5 separate regions of the Mus musculus genome follow, and all the other regions are linked to region 4. A link is a contact called in public HiChIP or PLAC-seq, Micro-C and promoter capture Hi-C data. All regions are on one chromosome and are shown on one strand. The core of a region is the stretch at or near the end of the contact, and the rest is flanking DNA. Distances in the headings are between cores, read along the strand shown.

What was found. Promoter capture Hi-C pulls out the DNA fragments that hold promoters and counts their contacts. A called contact is a pair of places that touch in the nucleus more often than the background predicts. HiChIP or PLAC-seq counts read pairs in DNA pulled down with a chosen protein or histone mark.
Region 1: a contact with region 4 is called in an H3K4me3 HiChIP or PLAC-seq map of embryonic limb bud, with 4 times the contacts expected there. The contact joins the enhancer-like site here to the promoter of Pdgfra in region 4. A contact is called at or near these places in 13 of 39 promoter capture datasets (the SN4741 cell line, Sertoli cells, cranial neural crest and 7 more), 1 of 15 datasets of contacts at CTCF or cohesin (embryonic stem cells), 4 of 484 Hi-C or Micro-C datasets (brown adipocytes, embryonic fibroblasts, embryonic stem cells and 1 more), 21 of 115 datasets of contacts at active chromatin or transcription factors (the NIH/3T3 cell line, craniofacial prominence, embryonic basal ganglia and 12 more) and 4 of 9 other capture datasets (adipose tissue, embryonic stem cells, liver and 1 more).
Region 2: an H3K4me3 HiChIP or PLAC-seq map of embryonic stem cells shows a contact between it and region 4, with 48 read pairs. The contact joins the enhancer-like site here to the promoter of Pdgfra in region 4. A contact is called at or near these places in 11 of 39 promoter capture datasets (3T3-L1-derived adipocytes, the HPC-7 cell line, the SN4741 cell line and 6 more), 3 of 15 datasets of contacts at CTCF or cohesin (the NIH/3T3 cell line, embryonic stem cells and large pre-B cells), 39 of 484 Hi-C or Micro-C datasets (B cells, the C10 cell line, the C2C12 cell line and 26 more), 19 of 115 datasets of contacts at active chromatin or transcription factors (the NIH/3T3 cell line, bone marrow-derived macrophages, craniofacial prominence and 12 more) and 5 of 9 other capture datasets (adipose tissue, embryonic stem cells, liver and 2 more).
Region 3: a contact with region 4 is called in a promoter capture Hi-C map of embryonic stem cells, with 4 times the contacts expected there. The contact joins the enhancer-like site here to the promoter of Pdgfra in region 4. A contact is called at or near these places in 9 of 39 promoter capture datasets (the 3T3-L1 cell line, the C10 cell line, embryonic stem cells and 3 more), 1 of 15 datasets of contacts at CTCF or cohesin (embryonic stem cells), 2 of 484 Hi-C or Micro-C datasets (nephron progenitors and pancreatic cancer cells), 9 of 115 datasets of contacts at active chromatin or transcription factors (craniofacial prominence, embryonic stem cells, extraembryonic endoderm stem cells and 4 more) and 4 of 9 other capture datasets (adipose tissue, liver, macrophages and 1 more).
Region 5: a contact with region 4 is called in a Micro-C map of embryonic stem cells, with 2.7 times the contacts expected there. The contact joins the promoter of Kit here to the promoter of Pdgfra in region 4. A contact is called at or near these places in 2 of 484 Hi-C or Micro-C datasets (both in embryonic stem cells) and 1 of 9 other capture datasets (liver).

What each region holds. Positions count from the first base shown.
Region 1 is chr5:74,732,771-74,735,470 of GRCm38.p6, forward strand. No RefSeq gene overlaps it. Among named protein-coding and RNA genes, the nearest start is that of Lnx1, 31 kb to the left of the region's middle. Within about 2 kb of position 1,306, at least 5 of the 459 cell types and tissues checked have an H3K27ac peak or open chromatin away from gene starts, as enhancers often do. A contact at or near this core is called in embryonic limb bud, where this site is marked.
Region 2 is chr5:74,812,287-74,814,986 of GRCm38.p6, forward strand. No RefSeq gene overlaps it. Among named protein-coding and RNA genes, the nearest start is that of Lnx1, 110 kb to the left of the region's middle. Within about 2 kb of position 1,310, at least 10 of the 459 cell types and tissues checked have an H3K27ac peak or open chromatin away from gene starts, as enhancers often do. A contact at or near this core is called in embryonic stem cells and liver, where this site is marked.
Region 3 is chr5:74,879,661-74,882,360 of GRCm38.p6, forward strand. No RefSeq gene overlaps it. Among named protein-coding and RNA genes, the nearest start is that of Gm52779, 63 kb to the right of the region's middle. Within about 2 kb of position 1,336, at least 20 of the 459 cell types and tissues checked have an H3K27ac peak or open chromatin away from gene starts, as enhancers often do.
Region 4 is chr5:75,150,952-75,153,651 of GRCm38.p6, forward strand. Pdgfra (platelet derived growth factor receptor, alpha polypeptide) reads left to right here and starts at 1,300. Exons shown (of 23, transcript NM_011058.3): 1 at 1,300-1,506.
Region 5 is chr5:75,573,704-75,576,403 of GRCm38.p6, forward strand. It overlaps Kit (KIT proto-oncogene receptor tyrosine kinase), which reads left to right and starts at 1,284. Exons shown (of 21, transcript NM_001122733.1): 1 at 1,284-1,415. The coding sequence starts at 1,349.

The DNA.
Region 1 (2,700 bases), core at 56-2,555, 420 kb before region 4:
GTGCCTCGTTGCCCTCATTTGGTGCTTTCCCCTGTTTCTAGCCGCCCTTAAGCACAGCTCTAAGCGGCTGTCTAGTGTTCTCAACTTGAGAAGGTGGCGTGTGATGGAGGAAATGCTTGCGTTAGGTAAGCCTCATTCATGCTTGAGTAGGACATGAGTTGAATGTTAAAGAATCAACAGTATGTGTTAAATTAGATCTCTTTAAACAAAAACACACAGGAGACAAAGTTACATGTGATCAGGAGATGAAAATGTGACCGCAGGCTTACAGAGTAACCTGACCTAATTCTCACTAATAAGAACTCACTGCTTTGAGGTGCTAACGTGTCGAAAGGACCATTCCTTCTATTGACAGCATCCTTGCCATTCCTATCCCATAACTGCATGCCCTGTGAGGAGGTCAAATCGGAGAACAACCAGAAGTCTGGGGGCTGAAGCGATGGCTCAGTGGGTAAGAGCACCTGCTACATAAGAACAGGGGTGGGGCTCAAATCCTCAGTCCCCACTTTAAAAAGCTGGGCTTGCTTGAGTGATGGAGCAGGACAGTGACATTCAGCTGCCTCCACCCTCCACGTGGGAGCACACATGTGTGTATGCATCTCTCTCTCTCTCTCTCTCTCTCTCTCTCTCTCTCTCTCTCTCACACACACACACACACACACACACACACACACAAACACACCTATAATCCTAGAACTCTGGAGGAGGCTGAGTTTGAAAGAGGACCAGTTTGAATTCATATGCATATTAAATAGACCAAAACAAGCCCCTTGACTAGATCTGGGAGGAGACAAGGGGCGGCAGTGATGGGTGGCGGTGATGACACTGTGAACACACATGGTTTCTTGTCATGAGCACTTCTTGTGGGATTTATGAGGCTGAAACAAATGGTCAATAAGGAAGGAGCTTACGCCCAAGACAGCAGGTTTTGGAAAAGTAACCTAACCCAGAGAGCCTGAGAGCCAGAGAGGTGGCTGTGCCTTTATGGCCAAGGGACAGAAGTAAGGGGGAATCTGTGAGTGACAGAGCCCGCTCTGAGAAGTCAGTGGGGGGAAAGGAGAAAAGAGGTGCAGAGAGAGGGAGAGAAGGGAAGATGGGAAGAGGGGGAGAGGGAGAGAGGGGGAGAGGGGGAGAGGGGGAGAGGGAGCGCCCAGGGTCTCTGTGCACTCCTGCAGAACATGAAGTGTCAGCAGGCTCATCAGCCGCACATCCCTTCACGAAAGCACAGGTGCCTTGTTTCCAGCCTGGATGTGGTGTTAGCAATAATGAGCCCCCAGTTACCATCACCCTGTAAAACACATCAGGGCAAGGGGAGCCATTGTCTACTGTGAAAACAGCCATCAAGTCTGCACTGTTGGAAAAACACCTGCCCCTGTTTTGCAAGGTGTTTGGCTTCCTTGGGGCCACTCACTAAGTTCCCACAAAGCTGTGCACTGGACAGTTTTCACAAGAGGTTTGGAAAACCAAGTTGGATTTCAGGTTTGACTCACACAAGCAATCTTTGGGCAGGCTTTGTTCTCCGCAGTCGGCTCTCCTTCCGGGACCTTCCTCCATCCCAGGCTGTAGCTGTTGTTCAGGATGAAAAGGTACAGGAGCTGGCTGCTGTAATTGGAGCCTGCACCTGCAGACCCTGGGCCTGGGAGGAGGCTCCGTGTGGCTGCTCTGTGTGCAAGTGTTTATGGGTGTGGATTTGATTTCCTCTGAGGAATCCTGAGATACTGCACAGTTTGTTTTGGGCATGAATATGCTGGAAGGAATCCAAGTTGTTCAGCCACTTTCTCTATTCTGAGCAAGTGGGGATCACCCCTTTACCCTCTAAGAAGGAGGATTTTTTTTCTAAGCCATGAAAACATACCCAGTGTATCTGGGTCTGATGGCTCCTAGTCCCACAAGGGGACTTAGATAAATGGTGCCTTCAGAGAGTGAGTGGGCACCACGGCCAGGCTTTCTCCCATTAATAAGTGGACGAATGTTTTATGTCTCTCACGTCTGCCTTTAGTAACGTTATCCAAGCAACAGTGAGGACCAATATCCACCTCTGCATCCAGCCTCACTTGAGGAACCTCTCAAGTGAGCCAAATGGTGATGCCTCTGCCCTTGGCCCAACCACACCCACGGATCCAAGTTTACTGTTATAGCACTTCTGTTTCTCATGTCTCCTTTCTCCTCGGTTCTCCACAACCTTTGTGGCAACCGTGCATCTGTTTTCTGTAACTATAGATTGTTTACATCGTTTGCAATTTTATGTAATTTAATTCCATGTGGCTTCTATCCCTTTAACATGATAATTTGGGGGTTCATTCATATTGTGTGTCAACGGCTCATTCTTTTGTAACTTTTTTTGTATTATATGGTCATAGCTCAGACTGTACTACCATGTAGGAAATTTTTACATGCATTCCAGGGCTTGAGTTCAGGTCTTAACACTTTCCTGGCTGAGTTGTCTCCTCAGCCCCCCCCCCCCTCTCTCTCTCTCTCTCTCTCTCTCTCTCGTTGTTTGTTTGTTCTTGGTGGTGCTTTAGCTTTCATTGGTTTTGAGATAGAATCTTGTTCTGTAGTCCAGGCTGGCCTTGAAGTCCAGCTCTTCAGAATTATAGGCAAGAGTGCCCCATCCCAGCTAATCGTTCACCTCTTGATGTATGTTTTAGTCATAACTTCTCATTGAGATAAAACACCTGATGGTTGTGAGGTTATTTATTT
Region 2 (2,700 bases), core at 60-2,559, 340 kb before region 4:
AGAATTCTAAACAGTGTAGTTGGTTATATTCATCTCCCTCCCTCACCCCACCCACAACCCCCTCCACCTACTCAACATCCTGTCAGGTTAGAGACGAAGGTGAGACTAATCGGCTGAGAATGGATATACTGGGACAAGAGGAAATTCCTCATGGGCACATAGTCTATTTAATTCTAGAACTGGTTGATGTTAAAGAGTTACGGAAGAAATCTCCCCACACCCACATGTGGCCATTACACATGGTAAATATGCAAAATTAGCAAACTTGGGAGGTGAGAAATAGACAGAGAAGCACAAGTTGGAAATTTTTCTCATCATTCAGAACTCAAGTCATTCAATACGGTGGAAAATTGAAACACGTTCCTAAAAAAATAATGACTCCAACCTTTTCACATTTTTCATGACTTCTTTTCTTAACCTTTTTCCCCCAAGAGGGAGTTTTAAGGAAATAACATCTTTTGTGTTAAAGAGCATTGAACAAAAAGACAACAACTTCTTCAACTCCCTAATGTTAAATTCAATTATTTTAGTGTGCACAAATATGCTCACATTTCTGTAAAGCTGTCTCTGCTTGAGTCTCTCTTTCACACTCTCAGTAGCATATCTTGTCTCCATCTATCTACATATCTATCTATCTATCTACAATATTTATGTATCTATCTGTATATCAATGTATCAATCTATATATCTACATATCTATCCATCTACATATCTATCTGTCTATCTATCTATCTATCTATCTATCTATCTATCTATCTATCTATCTAGAGATAGATTCTCTTAGATTCTCTCCCCGCCCTCCATCTCCCAAATTTACTGGCATCATCCCATTTAGTTTTTACAACACGCCCATGAACTAGGCATTGCTGTCATTCTATAGACAAATGCACTTTATTCTTAAATCCCTTTGGGAGGAGACAGAGGCTTTAACAACAAGGAGGGCAAAGATTTGCACTATACATGTGATGAAAACAATTGAAATGAATATCAATAATGTCTCTGAAAATGTAACTGAGGGCAGGGGCAGACCCTCCTAGTTCAGTAGGCCTGGGCCCAGAAAACTGGAATCCACTGGCTCCTAGAAGTTAGGGGTGGCCCGACTTCCCAGCCTTACCAAGAGGGTGATCCAGAGTCCACCCTGCAGGAGAGAGGACAGAAGAACAAAGGTCAAAAGGCCCTATGCCAAACCCTACAAAATTAGCATATTCAAAACAAGTTGGCAAAGAAAAGGTTTGAAAACTCTCAGCAGGGGCAGCCAACTAAAGCCAGTGCCACTGCCAAAGGTACAGAGCCACTCTGGAGGAGTGGAGGAGCATAGTGAATAATCTGGCTCATTAGGATGACAAAACACACCCCCGGGGGTGGAGCTTTAGGATGCTAATGAGGCATGTGACTCACAGGTACCTGTAGAACTTCACGAAACAGATAGAACACAGAAGAAAGAGGAGGTAGAGGCACTGCAAATTCTGCAAAGCTTGCGCAAAGGGAACTAAGCTCCCAGCACTTGGCAGGGCCTCTGAGCTGCTAAGTTTCACCCGTCTGTACTTAACCATCTTCTGCTGCTTGCCAGGGCCGTTCATCTTGACAAATTGTCCCTGCTTCCTTTGCAGTCATGTGCCTGTTTATTTCTTTGTTCTGCAATGCAAGAGGCTGAACCTCTCTCTGGGTGTGGGGGTGGGAGATGGGGGGTGGAGGTAGGGGTGCCTTCTGAACCCAACTAGCATTACAATATCACTGGGAGCAGGCACCTTCTACAGTTAGGTCTCTGGCGGTTTAAAAATAAGAAATAGCACTCTAAGAAAGATAAACTTAGGGAGGGAGAAAACTGTGCCAACTTTTTCAGTGTTACATCTCTGACTGTCAACATCACACCATTGATAGCAGGTAGCATGGGTGACTATGCAGAAGGAAAGGATGAGTGAAGGGAGGGGAGAAAGGCAGGAAGGGAAGGAAAAGAGGAAGGGAGGGAAGGAAGAGAGGAAGGGAGGGAAGGAAAGGGGAGGGGAAGGGAAGGGAGAGAAGGAGGGAGGGAAGGAGGGAGGGAAGAAAAGGGGGAGGAGGGAAGGAAGAGAAGGAGGGAGGGAAGGAGGGAGGGAAGAAAAGGGGGAGGAGGGAAGGAAGAGAAGGAGGGAGGGAGGGAAAGAAAACCTTTATAGCCTCTCTTTTATAGGCTCTTCTTGCATACCAGTAGCATCTTAGGAGCATTGGTGCCCCCTTCCCACCTGGCATGAGACACATGCACTCTGCAGATGATGAAGTAAAACAAACAAAAAAAACAAAAAACAAAAAAAAAGAGGGCAAGATTCTGCTTAAGCCACAGTCAAGGTCCTAGATGGCTTAGCAGACTTCTCCACAGCAGAGAAATGCACAGCGTGTTTAAGCAGCCTGTATGTTGAGGTCTATGAAACAGCGGTCTGGCTCTTGACTAGTTCCAGCTGACCCAACATGCTCAAATAGCAGCCATAACTCTCAGGATACTGAATCCACAGACGTTTCTGTAGTGCAGTCTTTGTTACCGTAAAGTGCCATACTTCTGGAAATTTGACTGGGTTGGTGGTGCTATTGGGCTGAACGACTACCAGTTGCAAAGGGTTTTTGGATCCTAGGTATGGTTGGACTATTAAGAGTTAGGTGTTTGATCCCTTCTCCCTTCTCTTGGCTCTGCTTTCTCAAAACAGAGTTGACTCTTAGGCAGGCACT
Region 3 (2,700 bases), core at 86-2,585, 270 kb before region 4:
GATGTATTGTAGTTTGATTATATGTAAACAAAGCAGTGTGAAAAAAAAATACAATGAGAAGAATACATTTAGAAGCAAAAAAAAAAAAAAAAAAAAACGGACAGTGACGTGTAGACAGATGAGCACAAGTAGAGAGAGGCAGGTGAGCCGAGACCCCCAAGTGAGTCAGCACTGTTCACACATGGCTATTTCGATATCCTCACAGCCTCTCCCCCACCCCCACTTCCATTCATCTACCCAGAGCCTTTGTTCTGTAATCTCCATGCCAAATCCCATCTCCTTTCAGAAGTCTCTGTGGACCACTTGACCTCTCTGCAGTGGAACCCACTTGGGACTCTAAGGTATCACGGCCCACACCATAGCTTCTCAAATGATGCCTGTGACCTCTTATGTTCTTTTGATTTATTGTTTAAACTGCTGAGCTTATGTATTTGTAGTTACGTTAAGCTTCTGAGAAGTGTGACGCATGTTCCCTGTATCTTTGAGCATATGACGTGTGATGGCTATCTCTTTGGTGTAGAACACAGGCTTGTCTCTTATCACCACAAATCCCTGGTCCGTTGCTGTCAGATGCTTCTTGATGGGGTCAGACCATCCGCTGTGCTTTGCTGTAGGTTTCTGCTGTGTATATGTGTGTGTACTGTGTGTACTCTGTGTGTGTGTGTGTGTGTGTGTGTGTGTGTGTATATACTCTGTGTATGTGTGTGTGTGTGTGTGTGTACTGTGTGCGTGTACTCTGTGTGTGTGTACTGTATATGGGTGTTTCTGCCTTCTCCCTTGTGTACTTCAGTAATGGATTTCCATGAGTATTTAAAGACGCTCAGACTTGAGAGACCTGCATGCTAGCTTGAGTGCAGTAGAATTTCAAACACTTGTTCCAGTTCTTTCTATGCATGAACGAGCTAGTTCTAAGTCCCAGCTGAGTGTAGGCCCTGGAATGGAAGGTGCTTGGGAAGTGCTCTAAGACAACAGCGAGTGAAGCCAGCACGCCCCACTATCCTAAGCCCTCTCATTCCTGTTTGTTTGGTTTTGGTTTTCCCAGAAGCCCACTGGCGTCCAATAGCTCATCTCCCAGAAAAGGGGTGACATTTATACCACATCCCCTCCTGAGAACAGAGGAGTTATCTGGGGACTGGGGATGTGCCCCATACACTCTGATATCTCAGATAGCAGTCTTAGCTCACTGTGTTAGGAATCAGCTGCACAGAGCCGCGGTCGCTGCCTTGGAGTCTGAACTGAGGCTGAAAGCTGGCAGGACAGTTCCAAGTATCCTCTTCCTGTTTGAGAGAGTTGCTGGCAGGTTTCTGAAAACCTGCACCTTATTTATGTCTTTAATCCTGGGCTCCCTGCCACTAAGCATTTCAGAACCAGAGCAGTCCTGTTTAGTATTAGGCCCTTCCCACCCCCGCCACCACCCCAGTGAACAGAGGGTGGGCGAGCAGAGATGGGCTCCATCGTGGTTGGTGCTTGCCAGGGAAACAGGGGCTGGGATGACCACGGGGACGAGCCCTTGGGAAGCAGGGAGGGGCATCGTGTTTTCTGGTTTTTTTCTGATGTTTAATCCAAGACAGAGATGGGTTTTTGAATAGGAATTTAAAAAGAGAGGAACATTTAGGAGAAAGCGCCCTTTCCCCCAAAACAATCTTCTCGGCCTTGTTTCTCCTTCTAGTTGGTAATTTAAGGCTGGATGCATGGTCGACGTTACCATCCCAGACTGATTTCATGCCATCGGGGTGTATTTCTTTAGAGAAGTAAATCGTTGGGAGGACAGAAGCGAAGAACAAGGGCCTTGGGGACCAACGTCAGGGATTATTGGAGAGAGTTTACAACAGCCAGGGGAAGGGTGACTGAGGCAGGTCTGAATTAAAGGGGGGGGGTGAGTCCTCCAGAAACACCAACAAGTTGGGAGGCCAGTGTAGATTCATTAGTTTTGGTCTAATTGCATGAAAATCTTGTCATTGCCCTCAAGGCAGATAGTACACAATACACACATGGTACATACGTTACACACAGTGTATACACAATACACACAGTACACACAGAGTATACACACATACCATATACACACAGTACACACACAGCATATACACATACCATACACACATACAGTACACACAGTGTACACACAATACACACAGTACACACAGAGTATTCACACATACCATATACACACAGTACACACACACCATATACACATACCATACACACATACACAGTATTTGATGTGTAGTGAGTGACCTGTAGCCACAGCCTAAACAAATAATAAATAAGTGAACTGAAATTAGAAATGACTTTGGATTGAGCTGTTCAAATAGCAGTGGGGTAGCATTGTTACCACAACAGTGAAACAACAGGGGCACACGGTAATAACTGGCCCACTGACCTATAATTGGATGTTTTATGCGACATATTTCTTATCCCACAGAGAATGCTTGATTTTTTTTTCTTTTTCTCATGCCAGGGTGGAATCCAGAGCCTCAAGGACTAGGCAAGTGCTCTACCACTGACCCACACCACCAGCCCTAAAGAATCTTCTTAAATGTCAACATACAGCTGGGCAGTGGTGGCGCATGCCTTTAATCCCAGCACTTGGGAGGCAGAGATAGGCAAATTTCTGAGTTCGAGGCCAGCCTGGTCTACAGAGTGAGTTCTAGGACAGCCAGGGATATACAGAGAAACCCTGTCTCGAAAAACAAACAA
Region 4 (2,700 bases), core at 50-2,549:
GGTCGGTCCTGTCCCATTTAGGGACAGCACTCGGCATTTCGGGGAAACCTCTGTGATTTACGCCAGAGCCTCAGGTCCACTATAGTGGTGAAATAACCGATGGTTATTCGACGTTTTGTTATCAACCTGGTCACCTTGTCCATTTTAATTTTGATGTGTGAGATGGAGGTGGTGGTGGTGGTGGTGGTGGTGGTGGTGGTGGTGGTGGTGGTGGTGGAGATAGAGGACTTCTCACACCCCCCCCCCCACACACACACACCAAAAGCATTCAAAAATAGAGCGCAAGTCGAAGGCCCTCCCTTCCCCCACCCGCTCCGGGAAGTCCCGCTTCGCCCAGGTTTGGTTCCTGGAGTGTCAGCGCCCCCTTTCCCTCGCCAGCAGGATCGCCGTGTCCCAACTGTCTCTCGCTGGGTGTCTTGGGTTCCCTGGTTTGTGGCTCAAACGTCCTGAAAGCTTTCCTAGGGTACGTCGCGTGCGACCCACTCGGAAGGGTGGAATTTAGGAGGATAAAAATCCTTCTGCCATCAAGATGCAGAGGGCAGGCATTTGGTAGTCACGCCTAGCCTGAGCGTTTTCATATGAAGATAGAAGAAGCGAGGACCAGATAACCCCCGAAAACAAAGGCAGGACCAGATAAGTGGCTCCGAAGGGATAAAGGTCGTTCTTTCCTTCTTCCGGAGAACATCCCAAAGGTACGCCGAGCAACCGTTATTTGCACACCGCCTCACAATCCAGCCTTTCAAAAACCCATCATCTTCCTATTAGACTCCACAGTTTCCTAATCCCATTAAAGGATTAGCAACTACACGGCACTTTCCCTTAAGACCCCCAGTTCAAAACGACGCAGCCGCGTTAGAATTTCTCCCCAGGGCCATATTTCTAGCGAGGCCCAGACTGTCTATAGAAAGGATAATTTGAATTCTAGATTTATATTCGTTTTAGAAATGAGCAGCAATTTTACGTGTATTTTCTTTTCGAAGAGAATACAAAACAATAGCACCCCCACCCCCAAATTGGGAAGTCAACTCATTTTGGAAATGATGGCTGTTTGTAGTTTCCTGAAACCTCTTTCCCGGCAGAACGTCAACACCTCCCCCTTCGGCCCCCCACCCCACCCCATCTGGTTTGCTCCCCCCTCCTCGTTGTTGTTGAAGTCTGGGGGTTGGGACTGGCCCCCCTGATTGCATAAGAGCAAAAAGCAAAGAAGAGGTCTTGAGCCTGAGAGAGTCAGAGAGCAAGGAGTCCTAGGGAAACTTTTATTTTGAAGAGACCAAGGGGGGGGGGGACTTCATTTCCTGACAGCTATTTACTTTAAGCAAATGATTAGTTTTTGGAGGACGGACTATAACATTGAATCAATTACAAAATGCGGGTTTTGAGCCCATTACTGTTGGAGCTTGAGGGAGAGAAACAAACGGAGGAGCTGCGGGGAAGGACTGGAAGCTTGGGGCTTACTTTTCACTCCGGGTATCGGATTTTCTTTGCAAATTGACATAGAAGGAGAAGGTAAGGGAGAGGAAAAAGTGACTTTTGTTTCTCAAGAAGGTCCCTGATCATAACTTGGGGCTGCAAGAAGCTAAGTAACTTCAAATTTTGGGCAACGAGGAAAACAAAAACAAAACAGCTGAGTTCAGTGGTGTGTCCAGAAAGTAACTTATTCTGAATAAACTTCACTGGAATGGGGGGTGTGGGGGGGTAACCATTAGAGAGTCAAAGATAAAAAAAAAAAAAGAAAAAGAAAAAGAAAATGAAAAAAAATCCAGACCTATTTTTAAAAGCAATGTTTTTTTTTTTTTCCCTACACAATCCTATAGCCTTCCAAAGAAATTGTTAGGCTTACATTTTTGAGGTTTTCCTCCAGGGTGGGGGTGGCGTTCGTGCTTACTGGGACGAACACCAAGTAACATTGGGGGGGTGGAAGCCGCGGCGCTTGGCCTCTTGGCAGTGGGTCACGGAAGAGGACAGGTTTTTAATGAGTATTTTCATTCGTCGCCCGCGGTTTGGCGGGACTACGCTGTAGCGGGTGGTGCGGCGCGAAGCTTGGGGAGGGGGCGCACCAGGAGAAGTGTGTGTGTGGAGGGGAAAGGGGCGCCGAGTGGGGCGCGGGAAAGCGCTAAGAAAAAAGGGAGGTGTGAAGGGCTCGGCTGGAGGAGGTCGGACCTCGGATGCCGGCCGGGCACACTCGGCGCCAGTCGAGCCCTCGTAATTACTGGACGGCGCTGCTGTTGGAAACATCTGGGGCCAGACTTGAGCGCGGCGGTGGCGGCTGCAGCACCGTGAGAGGGGCGCGCGGGCGAGGGGCGCAGCTCCAAGGGTTCCGGAGAGATTGGAGCGAATTACTTGGGTGCTAGAAGCCTCGGGCGGAATCCGCAGTGCGCTGGGATCGTGCGCCTCTCACTCCAGCGACGGAGGCAGCGGCGGCAGCGGCGGCGCGGACGAGCGATCTGGAATAATGACAAACACATTTGGCCTCGAGTGAAGAAGTCGTCCTGGCCTCGCATTCCAGCAACTGGGATTTGAGGAATTTCAAACTGCACTCCGAGGGGCCCTCATTGTGCTCCGTAGTCCCCACCCCCACTCGGCTCACTTGCGTCTCCAGTGGAGTCTTTTCTGCACGGCCGGGGGTTGGGGGGGCCTGGCTCTTGCTTAGTCCTGGCCGCAGGCAGCAAAGAGGCAAGATCCCTGGCTAGGAGCTGACCT
Region 5 (2,700 bases), core at 34-2,533, 420 kb after region 4:
AGAAATTGTCTTAAGAGAATTACTTTAGGAGTTGGAGAGTTGGGTCAATTAGTTAAGAACAAGAAAGTTGGCGCATGACTTTAATCCCAGCACTTGGGAGGCAGAGGCAGGCGAATTTCTGAGTTCGAGGCAGCCTGGTCTACAAAGTGAGTTCCAGGACAGCCAGTAACCCTGTCTCGAAACAAACAAACAAACAAACAAAGAAACAAACAAAGAACAAGAGTAGTTGGGCTCCAGGCACCCACAAGATGATACACAAGCATCCGTAACTCTAGTTTCAGGAGATCTGACATCCTTCTGACCTCCCTGGGCACTAGTCACACACGTGGCACACACACATATTCATGTAAGTAAAACACTCATACACATTAAAAAAAAACTTTAAAAGGAAATTATTTTGCTTTTATCTTGCTCCTAAGGCAGACCACAGTCGGATCGAGTTGGGGAAAGGGGGACTCAGAGGGGATGGGGCGGGGGGGGGGTGTTGAGGGTGAGATTAAAAAAATAATTAACACAAGAGAAAAGGCACCCAAATGCAAATAGGTTTTAAAAACCGAGTTTCAAAGCTAACTCCTTCACAGGATGCCTCTGTAGTCCACTGGCCCAGTTTCCACAAGTCTCAGCAGGAGCTTGGCTGGGTGGAGGTCCACGCTGGCCAATAGAAATCAGCTGTATTCTTACAGGTTTCGCAGCAGGTGGAGAAACTGAGCATGAAAAATTACTTAAACGTGGGCTCGGTCTTTTACTGAGGTCAGGGGTGCCACGATCCGTCCTCCTCTACCAACAGGAACAGAAATAAATGTTGGGGACCCAGTTTCCTAATCCCTTCGCCCGGCAATCCCGACTAGTAACACCTCCACCATAAGCCGAATATATTCTCCCCGCTCCGGAGCTTGCTGGAGGGACCGGTGGTTGTCCTTTATTGTCTAGGGAGCACCTGCCAGGTGGCTGGCCCGTACCTAATGCGCTCGTGGCGCTGGGCTTCACAAAGCGCGGGCAGCACCTGCGTGGCCAGCCAGCCGCCTGGACTGAAGGACCACCGATGGAGGGAGAGTGCTAGGAGGAAGAGGATCCAGGGTGGAGGGCCTGTGGGGGCTCCTGGTCTTAGAGGGCACAGCGCCCCCGGGATCAGCTTATTGCAGCCCGAGAGCCCCGGGCACTAGGCAGCGGGAGGGAGTGCGACCCGGGCGGGAGAAGGGAGGGGCGTGGCCACGAGCTGGGAGGAGGGCTGGAGGAGGGGCTGTCGCGCGCCGCTAGTGGCTCTGGGGGCTCGGCTTTGCCGCGCTCGGTGCACTTGGGCGAGAGCTGTAGCAGAGAGAGGAGCTCAGAGTCTAGCGCAGCCACCGCGATGAGAGGCGCTCGCGGCGCCTGGGATCTGCTCTGCGTCCTGTTGGTCCTGCTCCGTGGCCAGACAGGTGGGAAAGAGCGGCAGACAAGAGGACTGCACCCTCTGTGGGCGCAGCCCGGGTCCGGGAGGGGTGCCACCTGGGTGCGTCCGGAGTGGTAGCTGTTGGCTTTTCCCATGCCTACCACCTCGAAGGTGGTAGGCGGCCGCGGGACTCTGGTGGCCCGCCTCGCTCACCTGAGCTGAGAGACCTCAGCCCGGGTGGTGGAGACCCGGGGCCGAGGGTCTTCTGGGAACCCAGGCAGCGAGCTGCAGGCTGCGGGCGAGTTTGGTGATGCTTTTGTGCCGACTGCGCGCGGGTGGCAGGGGCGGGCGGCCTCGGGCTTCGCACCGAGAGCGTCCTCTCTCCGAGCGAGGTGCGGCCACGGCTTCCTTTTTGTTAAAAGTTGCGCGTGGGTGACCGACGCCTGGGACAACCAGCCCACGGGTCCCGGACACACGCCGGGCAAAGTTGGAGAGCCTTTTCTTGCGGCCGCTGCTTCCCCACCTCGGGCGCTCTTTGTGCACAGTGCTGGGGACGCAACTGCAGCCGCTCTCATCGTGCGCGGCGCCACCCGAGGAGACGAATCTCGGGCTTGCTTGCCCCCACCCAACTCCGTTTTTTGCACGGGGAGCACGCGGCGTGAGGCTCTGGGGCGGGACCCCACGAGCCTGTAGGTGGCGGCTATGGGGACAACTTGAGCCGGGCGTGTGGCGAGCAGCCGCTAGGTTGCAGACTTTTTCCTTTTGTAAATCTCGTGCTAGGGGCTCGCCCCTCTCTGCAGCCGCACGGTGTTCGTTGCTGCCACGCGCCAGGGAGCTGCTGTAGCCTACGTTGGTCGCCAGCTTCTGGGAATCAGGGACTGCGTGCGGGGACGCAGCTGTTCTTGCCACCTCGTGCGCGCTGGACCAGGACCGAGTCAGTTCTCCCCAGCTTTGGAAACCTCTGGTTTCAGTGTATGCGACTTGTAATCGCAGGTGGCCGTTTTTTTTTTTTTTTTTTTTTTTTGGAGGGGAATCCCGAGATCCAGAAACCCTCTCCCACGTGATAGCCATACTCAGGGCTGCCTGGGGAGGCTAGGGGGTGGGGGAGAAGGGGTAAGCTTTCTGCAAATAGCATTTGTTTCTTCAAGCTGTTGGGAAAATCTTGTTACCTTTTGCAGGGTAACTTGGGTCTCAAGATCTTAAGGTTCCGGAGCTCCTCAGCCCTGCCCCTTTTTTTGCCAGGTGTCGCTGGTGCACTGCCCGTGCAGGTTGCCTGCTTAGTCCTGAAGCCCTGCTCCCTCCTAGGTCATTTTCAAAACAAAAACCAGAAA